Linked DNA regions of Neogale vison: region 1 is linked to region 2. Evidence: chromatin contacts called from public Hi-C data. All regions are on one chromosome and are shown on one strand. The core of a region is the stretch at or near the end of the contact, and the rest is flanking DNA. Distances in the headings are between cores, read along the strand shown.

Region 1 (4,854 bases), core at 1,633-4,132, 140 kb after region 2:
CTGCAGGAAAAAAAAATTGCTTAGAATGTTAGAGGGTTATAAGAATTTTTATTATTTCCTGAAGAATGAAGGGTTTGGTTTGGTTTGGTTGTTTTTTTGTTTTTTTGGTTTTTTTTTTTAGCTCTTGGCTATCTTATTAAAAATAACTTTTAATGGTCAGTAAAATATGTTAGGACTTCATGTTCATAGCTTTTTATAGTTATCTGGATACATTACATTCCTTTTGCCACATAGACCATATGGCTAGTTCTACAATGATTTGTTTGTTTTTAATAAACCTTGCTGTTCAACAATCAATTGAGTCTTACATTTTAGAGACTTCTTCCAGTTGAGGTGAATAGAACTTAGATAATAGGAAAGGCAGATACAATGTCCTAGCATTTTCACAGTAGAGCTTATAAGTGAAGGAAATTATCCAAATAGCTTATCTTCATTGTGTAGCACCAGTACAAATAGTAATTTGAATCAGAGGAAGCAGTTATAAATCATTTCTTACTTTGCTCTAAAGATTATTGTCATTTCAGGCCACATTATTATATTCTCTGGGGAATTTCCATTGTAAGGTTGAATATCCTTGTTCTTTATTCACATCATCACTAAAGCTAATCACATAGGACTTAAAATAAGTTTGATCTTTTTCCCTGAAAATAATGGTGAACCTATTGTCTATATTATGGATATTAGACATAAATGCACTTGTCTCAATCATAGCAGAAATTACATTTGGAGAATACAATTACTTGATTTTGTAGTGGTGTGAAATACTTTTTAAAAGTTGTGCTCGTCTGTAACTGAAATGTTATAGAATTGTAACACTATAGGGATTATAGAGTTATATTTATTAGCTCTCCTCAAGAGATTGAAGCACAATAATTTTCATGTAACAGTTCTTATCCAAGTGCTGCTAATCTGTGTGCAAATAATGAAGCTATTTGGTTGCCTATCTAGCTATTCACAAATCACTGTAATCCTTGAAACTTTGTCTTGTTGCTCATTTGTACTAAATTTGGGGTATTGTGGGTTAATATTTTAGATCAAAATCTGTCAACTCAGCTCTGTGAGACAGCAAACCATTTGGATTCATTAGTTTTATATGTGTTATCAGTAGAATAAATTTTGAAGGGGCTATTTACTACCAATAACTAAGGGGAAAATTATTTTGTCAATATCATTTGACTTCAACATTTGTGGTATTGTGAAAGTCTTACTCGTTGTGTTTCTGAATTGCTTAAGCCATACATACTCTTAAGGATGTTTTCCTGTTGTGTTCTTTTTCAGCCTTTTTCTGCTTTGTCTGTTACAGTTAATACTTCATAGATTTTAGAAACTCAGAAGTTATTGAAACGTTTTATTTTCTTGAGTTCATCACTTTTGACTCTTGTATGATACGTGATTTGTCATAAAGGATAGCAAGCCTTTCACTAACTACTTCACTAAATGAATTTCAGAGTAAACACTGTGATTCCACAGGTGGATTCTGTAGGCCCTTCTTTCCAATGTTTTCTTCTGTTATGGTGCCTGCCACCTTAAGGGCACTTAAATGGTAGAGGGTGGAAAGTTAAACATTGTTTTGATGTTTATTGAATAACAAGATTACAGAAAATTTGATTTTTGTTGTCCGTGTATTGAAAACATTTTTGCATTGATAAATGTTCTCTAGGAATGTGACTACATTCATCAGGTGTGAACTCTTGTAAATGAATTTTGTATCTTGAATCCACGTGTATATTAAGTGTATCATCAATATAAAAATAAACATTATTTGCTTAAGGTTTTTGGCACTTCTTCAGAATTGTTGACAACATACGTGCTAAACTGTTAGGGTTTGCTTCTTTCAGAACATACCTAGACACTTAGGACTGTCTTGGGGTCGTAGCTTCTATGCTTATTCTTCTGGTTGGTAAGTTTCTTCTGAGTCCTGGTCTTGGTTTTTTCCCTGCCTTGCTCGAAGTGGTCAAAAGTGTCACACGCGGAAGGGAGATTGTTTGGCGGGGATGGAAGCTGCTGACCCTCTGGTCGTTTGGGGGTTTTAATGTGCGATTTCAATGTGGAATGTCTGACTTGTTTGGCATCGAGGAGTCCAGACACCGGACGCGGGCTAATTTGCAGTGTAACTTTGAACTTGAACTTTCAACTGTCAAAAGTTGGAGGACCATGAGTAGATAATGAGATGAATGTAGTGGGCTGCTATCAGCTTTTTATTTTGAAATGCAGTATATCGGAGTGTATGATATAAGAGTATGATTCCGGAAACTTTGCTTTCAGAGGTACATTATGTGTGTCCTGTGTTGAGATATAAAACGTATAACCTGCAGTTGGTCATAGGCACAAGAGTTTAAAAAAACTAGTCACAAAGCGCTAAGACCTAGTTGTACTTTCCAAAGCCACAGGCTTCTGTGTGAGGAGGGAGGCACGGACTCGCAGTGATCACCTGCTATGCCGTGGCCAGGCGGCTGGGCAGGGCGCAGTGGGATTGGGATGCGGGGAGCGGACGGAAACTCCCTCTCAGTTCCGCGCAGCAGTGGCCTTAGGATTCAAAGCCCCACAACACGCGATGGCCCCACGGCACCAACTGGGTGCTTTTCCCTTCGGCCACAAGGCTCCTCCCACTTCCCCGCTCCGCACCGCCCCCTTAAAAAGAAAAAAAAAGAACAATAAAGGCTTATGGCCACCCTGTCATCATCCACGGGTCGGGCCGCTGGGTGACGTGGCGGGCCGGCCTTAGGGAGCGCCCAGCCTCGCGCCCGCGCCCTCCAGCGGTTCCGGCCCAACCGCAGCCCGGATGATGTCGCCGTCGACCGCTGAGACCGCGCGCGGGCGCATGCGCGTGGCAGGCCCGCCCCGCGCGCAGCCACTTCCGGCGCGCTGGTGTTGGTGCGGTTCCGGGTCGCTGCTCTGCTCGCCGGCCGGCCGTGGGGGCTGGTGACGCGGGCCGGTGTTCACGAGAGGTCCCGGAGGCGGGGCTCTGCCCGCTGCCCAGAGAGCGGCAGGTGCGCGGGCGGGGGCCGGAGATGCCAGGAGGCCCCTCTTTCTCCCGGTGGCCTCGGTCTGCCCCAGAGCGGCCCGGACGGGGTTGCCCAAGACCCAAGGCGGGGGGCGGTACCGGGGTGCTGAAAGGGCGGGGGTGGTGGCAGAGGGGCTGCCCGGCCGGGGAGTCTGGAGCTTAGGGTGTCAGGACCCCCCCCCCCCCGCCACCAGCGACCTTGGACAAGTCATTCCTCCTTTCTGGGTCTCAGTTTCCTTGCTGTCAGATGGGAGAGACGTTGAGTCCCTCTCTCTTCCTTGACAGTCCAAACGCGGGCGGTTCTAGAAGGAGCCTGAGTTGAGTGGGATCCAGACTGGCGTGGCAGGTACCTGCCTATCCCTGGGCGTTAGGCTGTTGTTTTTTACCCAGTTTAGCCATTCTTTTTCTCGGCGACGTTCTTAGTGCGAGTCAAGGCTCTGTGACTAGACTGCCCGGATCTCGCCAGGTAAACAAACAATGTGTGACTGTCAGAATCAACTGAGAAATAAATACTGGCCCTAGGAAACCGTAATCTCATTCAAGTTGTTTTTGCTCGAGTCTCCCAAGATGTAGTAAATTTAGGCACCAATGAGAGATTCTGTTCTTCGTGCCTGTTAGTGAAGCTCCAGGTAGATCACAAACGCAAAGGAGAAGGTGTCCCACTGAGGACTGTGGCAGTGATAGATTCTTTCCTCTGTCTTCTGGTTAATTCTACCTTTATCCTCTTCCATTTCCCCCAAACATTTTGGCCTTACACTTGAAAGGAAATACCCAGTGCATTTTATCTTTGTTTTCATTCAGGACAGAATGCTTTGACCTCCAAGCTGTTTTAAATCTGGTAGATAAGCCAGGTGAGTAGGTGGTTTACAGACATTGGAGAATTGTACAGATTTACATGGATAATCTGAAGTGGTAAGAAGTCTTTCGTAGATCTCAGAGCAGAACCTAGGTGTCCTCCACAGAACATGGAAAGTTAAGGTTGGAACCAGAATATTGGTGTTTCATACAACACTGGGAGGAAAAGAAGGTTGAATCTCATGTTGATTATCATGTAAAACATTCTGAAGATGAAACTGAGTTCAGGTCATTTTAATCACTCTTAAAGAGAACCATACAGAATTTCTAGGAAATGTTTAAGGGTATCTGATGCTTATAGAGGATAGATGTCTGGCTTGCCTGTTTTTTCTAGGTTGTCAGCTTTTTCTAGTCAAGAGCTGATGGCCAACCATCCTCGAACATTGGAATGTTATACCTTTATCCTCATATTGAGTACATATTTTGTCTTCATCTTAAAAAAAAAAAAAAAGTAAACTGTAGTTAATATTGTGGGGAGAATTTCCAACCATTATGTGACATTAACATGTACCCTGGGCAGTTTTACTATATGTGTTATATGCCACAGCCAACGTGGCATAATAAAGAAAGAGTAAGGACTTGTGAGTCAGAGTCCTGGGTTCAAATACCAGCCCTGCCACTTAAACACACACTCTTTGGCAGATTACCTCATCTCCTCAAGCCTGGATTTCCTTATCTGTTTATGCACGTGAAGCACCTGAGTGCTTTTTAAATGTTTAGCAGTGTGTTCTGTTAAATGTCCACGTAAAATTATGAAACTTAATTTTGAAACCTGAAGGTTAAAAAGCAACTCAGTTCTGAAATCTCTCCTGTGTTTAACTTAGCTCTTTTTCGTCTGATTTATAGATACTGTTCTTTAAGCCCTTGGCCCACACTGAAGTGGGAATGCAGTTTGCTTGGATGTCTGGAACTTTTTAGGCATCAGTCTCTGAAGTCCTGCTTGCTGGCCTAAGGACTAGACTACTGGGGTGGTTCACGAGCTGGTCATCCGTGCA
Region 2 (5,170 bases), core at 786-3,285:
TCTGTGTCTACAATAGAGAGTACCATACAGAGTTGATCTCAGGATTAAAAATAGCACATATAAAGTACCCAGTCCCTGGCCCAAAGCTGCCATTTATTGAGGGCTCATTCTAATACATAATTTTAATTAAATGTAGGTGGGAAGTAAGAATAATTTAAGGTAATATATAATTGCTGATACAGTGTAGCTTATGAAAGTATAACAAATTTGGAGAAGAAAGTGATGTTGAATGGAGTAATTGGGAAAGCTTAAAAGAAGTTTGAATTAAACATGAACAAGAATGGTGGGATGTACATTTCTTATTTAGTAAAAACACAGAAGCAGAGATTATTAGAACTTGCATGTGACACAAAGATAGGACTTGAGGGTGCCCCTTGGGAAGGTTTAAGAAATGAATGCACAGCTCTATTGGCAGAACCAGTTATCAGGAGTTGGTCAGTTATGAAAGATCTTGAAAACCACACAGAATTTTAATCCTTGTTTTTTTAAGAACTGTAATAAGTGATATTTCAAAATTAGTCTCCTAGTGAGTTGATGGCCCTCCCCACCAGGACTCCCATTCCACCTGCCACACTCTTGTCTGACAAATTATTCTGTCCCCCCTTTTCTGATTTGGTTGAGATCAAGGTTGTTCACAGTTTGGTGATTTGGGGATTACATAAAATGTTAATTACGGGAGCCAACAGACGTTCGACAACATTTTTTCCCTTGTCAAAGCCATTTAAGAACCTCCAGTACAATTTGTCATCATTATTTCATAGAAGGCATGTCATTTTTAACATGAAAGATGTAAAAAGAGCCATCTCAGAATAAAAGTCCTTTCTGTCAAATAAATTCGGTTTTGTGAAAAACTAGTATCCTAATTTCTGCCATTTGTGCGGGCCAGTGAGAGATTTGTCCTCCGTGTGCTGATGTGATCTACTGGAGGTTGTCACATTATTGATTCATTAAAAACATTTTCTAATAAAAAGGTAATAGCAAAAGAAAGTTTGGTGCCTCCTCCCAGTTTCAAATAGATGCCAAGGATCTACCAAAAACAACAAACACCTGTTCATGTGGAATGTAGAGAGGCTGTAGAATACATTAAAGGAAGAATTTTATATGTTAAGGAGTGTTGTCTTCAAGGATGGCCCTATTAAAAGTATAAGAGGAACGATAATTTACACTGTGCTTATGTGCTGAAAGTATTGCGTATTTAGGTCTGTCAACAATAAAAATGCAGTGAAATTTATTTTTAAATTGATTAACTGGCATTTAATTTACGATCATCTGCAGTATCACAGGATGGTTAGCACACACTCGAGGATCAATTCTACTTAGTCCTTCCAAAATGGAACACATTGCTTTTAGTTATGGCATCAATTCTGTTTGCAGTGATGATTTTTCTTTCATGGCAATTTTTTTCTTGCTTTCTTGGAAAGCTTGCCCACAAGCTTGTGATCTTTTCTTCAGAGAACTGAGCATCTGAAACATGCTTTATTTTGGTAGATTCTTGCAGTTTTCTTGCTGGATCCTCTATGAAGGGTATCTGTGAGCTGTGAGACCGTTTCAGCATGATGTAGAGTCAGGGACGGCATCGAGGTCGTTCAAAATGAAGCTCCTTCTGGAGAGTTACCGCACTGTTGCACCTGCCAGAGTTTGGGAAATTGCAGTGCTTGACTCTTGGTCTTGGCGTGGTGCAGTGTTGGGGGGCGCCAGCAGGTGTGTGGAATGCAGGACGCAGAGCCAGGAGAACCTGCCGGCAGGTGTCTGGCGCCTGAAATGCAGTTTCTACTTTCCAGCGCACGGTGGCGCTTGGGTCTCCCCTGCCCTACTAGCAATCTCTAAGGCACCTCCGCCGCCACCTGCAGTCTCAACCAAACCTAGGTGGCGGGATGTGACGGCCTGCGCGTCCAATCGACTGCTAGGCTTTCGGCCACACTACAGCTCTAGCCAATGGGAGTCGGGGAGAGGCGCGGTGGAGGCGGGCCCCGCGGCATGCCAGGCAGAGGCGCGAGGCCCTCCTCCCGCCTCTCCGCCTACTCCAGCCTCCGCCGCCTCAGCTTCCCGAGCGAGCCCTGCGGCCGCCGGAGCAGCTCCCGCGGCGGAGCAGGAGCCGGATGGTCAGAGGAGCCCGGCAGCCCCAGCAGCCGCGGAGTCGCCTGGCCCCCAGGTGGGGCGGGAGCTGGGTCGAGGTCGGGGTTGGGGATGGGGTGGGGGCGCGGGAGCGGGCCCAGGGGCCGTGAAGCATTCGGGGCTCCGAGACGGGAGGGGCGGGGGGTTCAGGCTGAGTGGGGGGGCTCGGGGGCGTCCAGGGACGCGGGAGTGGGCTGGGCGGCGATCGCATCCTCGAGGCCGGAGGAGAGGGGCGTGTGAGGGAAGGGACGCCGAGGGGTGAGGCTGGGGGCGCCGGGCCGGGAGGGGCAGGGTGCGCGCGCCCCGTGGACGGGCCGTGGAATGCGGGGGGCGCGGGGCCTGGAGGGGCGGGGCTCGGAGGGGCAGTGCACGCTCGGGAGGGGGTGGGCACGGGAAAGGGGAGGTCGGAGGGGCTTGCGGGGGTGACGAGGCAGACAATGAGTAGGTGGAGGTGGGTGGTTTTGGGGAGCGGGGCTGTGACGAATAGGAGCTGAGGATGGAGTGAGGGACTAGCAGGGAGAGCAGGGTTTGGGCACAGCAGACATTGGGGGAACCGTGAGTCCCAGGGTTGCATGGTCTTGGTAAATAGGGGAAACAGAGCATCAGGGGTTTGTAAGGTCAGGTATGAGCTTTGCGAGCCTATGGTCTTAGAGGGTGGTGCACTGAGTTTTCGACTGGCACAGTAGGACCAGGAGATGTGTTCTTGTATGTTACTTTTAGTTATCATCTTATTTGTTTGGTTTGTAGACTGACTGGCACAGTGGAGAAACCACCTCGAAAACGGAAAAGCAGGTAAGTCAAAATGCCTTTCTGTTTTGCTTCGTGTTTTTCCATTTGCTTGGCTACACCTATGCCGTACTGCATAGTTATATACTGTTAGATGAAGTTTTTTATTTAGCTTTTTTTGTAATGAATATAACTACATGCAAGATTTTTCACTTGAGGAGTTCAAAGTAATACCTGTATCGTGTGTGTGTGTGTGTGTGTGTGTGTGTGTAAGATTATATGGGAAAGAGACGTGGGTAATTGAGAAATCCTAGTTTTTTACGTTAGCTATAATTTCAACTTCTCCACCAATTTTGTTTAAAAGGCTAGTATTTGGCGGGGTGGGGGTCGGCGGCGCCTGGGTGACTCAGTTGGTGCAACATGAGACTCTCTTGATCTCAGGGTTGTGAGTTCGAGCCCCAGGTTGGGTGCAGAGATTACTTAAAAATAAGATCTTAGAAACAAAACAAAAGTAATTTGGGGGCACCTGGTTGGCTTCCTTGGTAGAGTGTGCGACTCTTGATCTCAGGGTGATGAGTTTGAGCCCCACATTGGGCATAGAGCTTGCTTTAAAAGATAATTAAAATATATTTAGGGGCGCCTGGGTGGCTCAGTGGGTTAAGACACTGCCTTCGGCTCAGGTCATGATCTCAGGGTCCTGGGATCGAGTCCCGCATCGGGCTCTCTGCTCAGCAGGGAGCCTGCTTCCTCCTGTCTCTCTCTCTGCCTGCCTCTCTGCCTGCTTGTGATCTGTCTGTCAAATTTAAAAAAAAAAAAAAAATATATATATATATATATATATTTAAAAACTAATGCTTACTGAATGTCTCCTGTGTGCCGAGTACCATGTGCAAGTGCTTTATATGTATCATCTTCTGCAATCTCGAAACACCCCAAGGAAGTATGTACTGTTACCACAATTTTGCAGAGGAGGAAACTGAGGCACAGAGAGGCCAGATCACTCATCTAATAAATAATGGAGCCCACATCTGAATCCAGGCAGTCTGACTCCAGAGCTTGGGCTCTTAACCATTATACTGTAATGCCTCTAATAAAAGTACAATTGAAAATAGATTTCCTTACTGCTTTTTCTTTTATGATCATACTTAGTACATAGAGTCCAATAAAAATCAGGGCAAAATCAGTCCAAAAAATCAGGGCATAGGGAAATAGAAACAGAGAGTGTATTTAGTCTGCAAACAAGTGAATTACTGCTTGAGTGATGAAGAAGAGCATCTGTCTATCCCACAAACATCTTCGGGTGCATTTCACATGTCAGATACTATGTAGCAATTATGAGAAGGTTTTTTTTGCACAGAGGTAGGCAGTGGTCTAGAAAGAAAGTAAGTTACAGTAATGAGGATGTGACCAGTAGGGCTACTGTCTTTGTTAATACTTGGCAAGTTACTGATGTTAGCATGCAGAATACCTCAACAGTAAGTAGATATGAAATGCTGATGACAGAAGTGATACCAGCCAAAGGTCCTTTGTCATTTTGGGTCTGTACTGTCCAATATGGTAGCCATATATGGCCATAAAGCACTTGAAATGTGGCTGGCATGGCTGAGGAACTGAATTTTGAATTTTATTAATTGTAATTAATTTAAGTTCGAAGACTGGGATTTGACTGACTGGAAAATGTTCAAGTATGTTTGGAAAAATTGGGGTATGTGAATCTACTTTTTCATCTACAAGTTTTATGAAATTTATATACACATCAAGTATTCCCAGTGAAAATTTATTGTCCAAAACAAGATGTATTCTAAGTAAAAATACACATCAGATTTCCAATCGGTATGAAAAAAATGAATGTAAAATTTTTTATTACTAGTATTTGTATTGATTATATGAAGGAATCGTATTTTAGATATATTAAATTAAAAGTATTACTAAGATTATTTTCACTTTTTTTCTTTTTACTTTTCTAACATGGTTATTCTAAAATTAAAAATAATACATATGGCTTACATTACATTGTTTTTTTGGACCGATTTTAACTCTCAGTACCCCACTACCCTTCTCTTGCTGTGGCCTCCTGACTGCATTCTCTACATCAAATCTGTAGTTCACTCATCATGCTGTCCAAGTTGATCTTGCAGTTCTAATGCTTCAATCCTTCTGTGGTTCCCCATTGCTTATTGAATGTAATTCAGACTTTTTAGCCTAATGATACAAAGAGACTACTTTTGGGGCATCTGGGTGGCCCGGTGGTTGAGCATCCAGCTCTTGATTTCAGCTTGTGTCATCATCTCAGGGTCATGGGATCGAGCCCGTACGTCGGGCTCTGTGC

Evidence for each region. A called contact is a pair of places that touch in the nucleus more often than the background predicts.
Region 1: a contact with region 2 is called in a Hi-C map of fibroblasts, with 2.5 times the contacts expected there. The contact joins the promoter of GOLGA1 here to the promoter of SCAI in region 2. A contact is called at or near these places in 2 of 3 Hi-C or Micro-C datasets (fibroblasts and muscle).

Annotation. Positions count from the first base shown.
Region 1 is chr9:9,946,943-9,951,796 of ASM_NN_V1, forward strand. It overlaps GOLGA1 (golgin subfamily A member 1), which reads left to right and starts at 2,883. Exons shown (of 22, transcript XM_044264927.1): 1 at 2,883-2,990; 2 at 3,806-3,855; 3 at 4,706-4,854.
Region 2 is chr9:9,807,742-9,812,911 of ASM_NN_V1, forward strand. SCAI (protein SCAI) reads left to right here and starts at 2,036. Exons shown (of 17, transcript XM_044264918.1): 1 at 2,036-2,152; 2 at 2,863-2,907. The coding sequence starts at 2,100.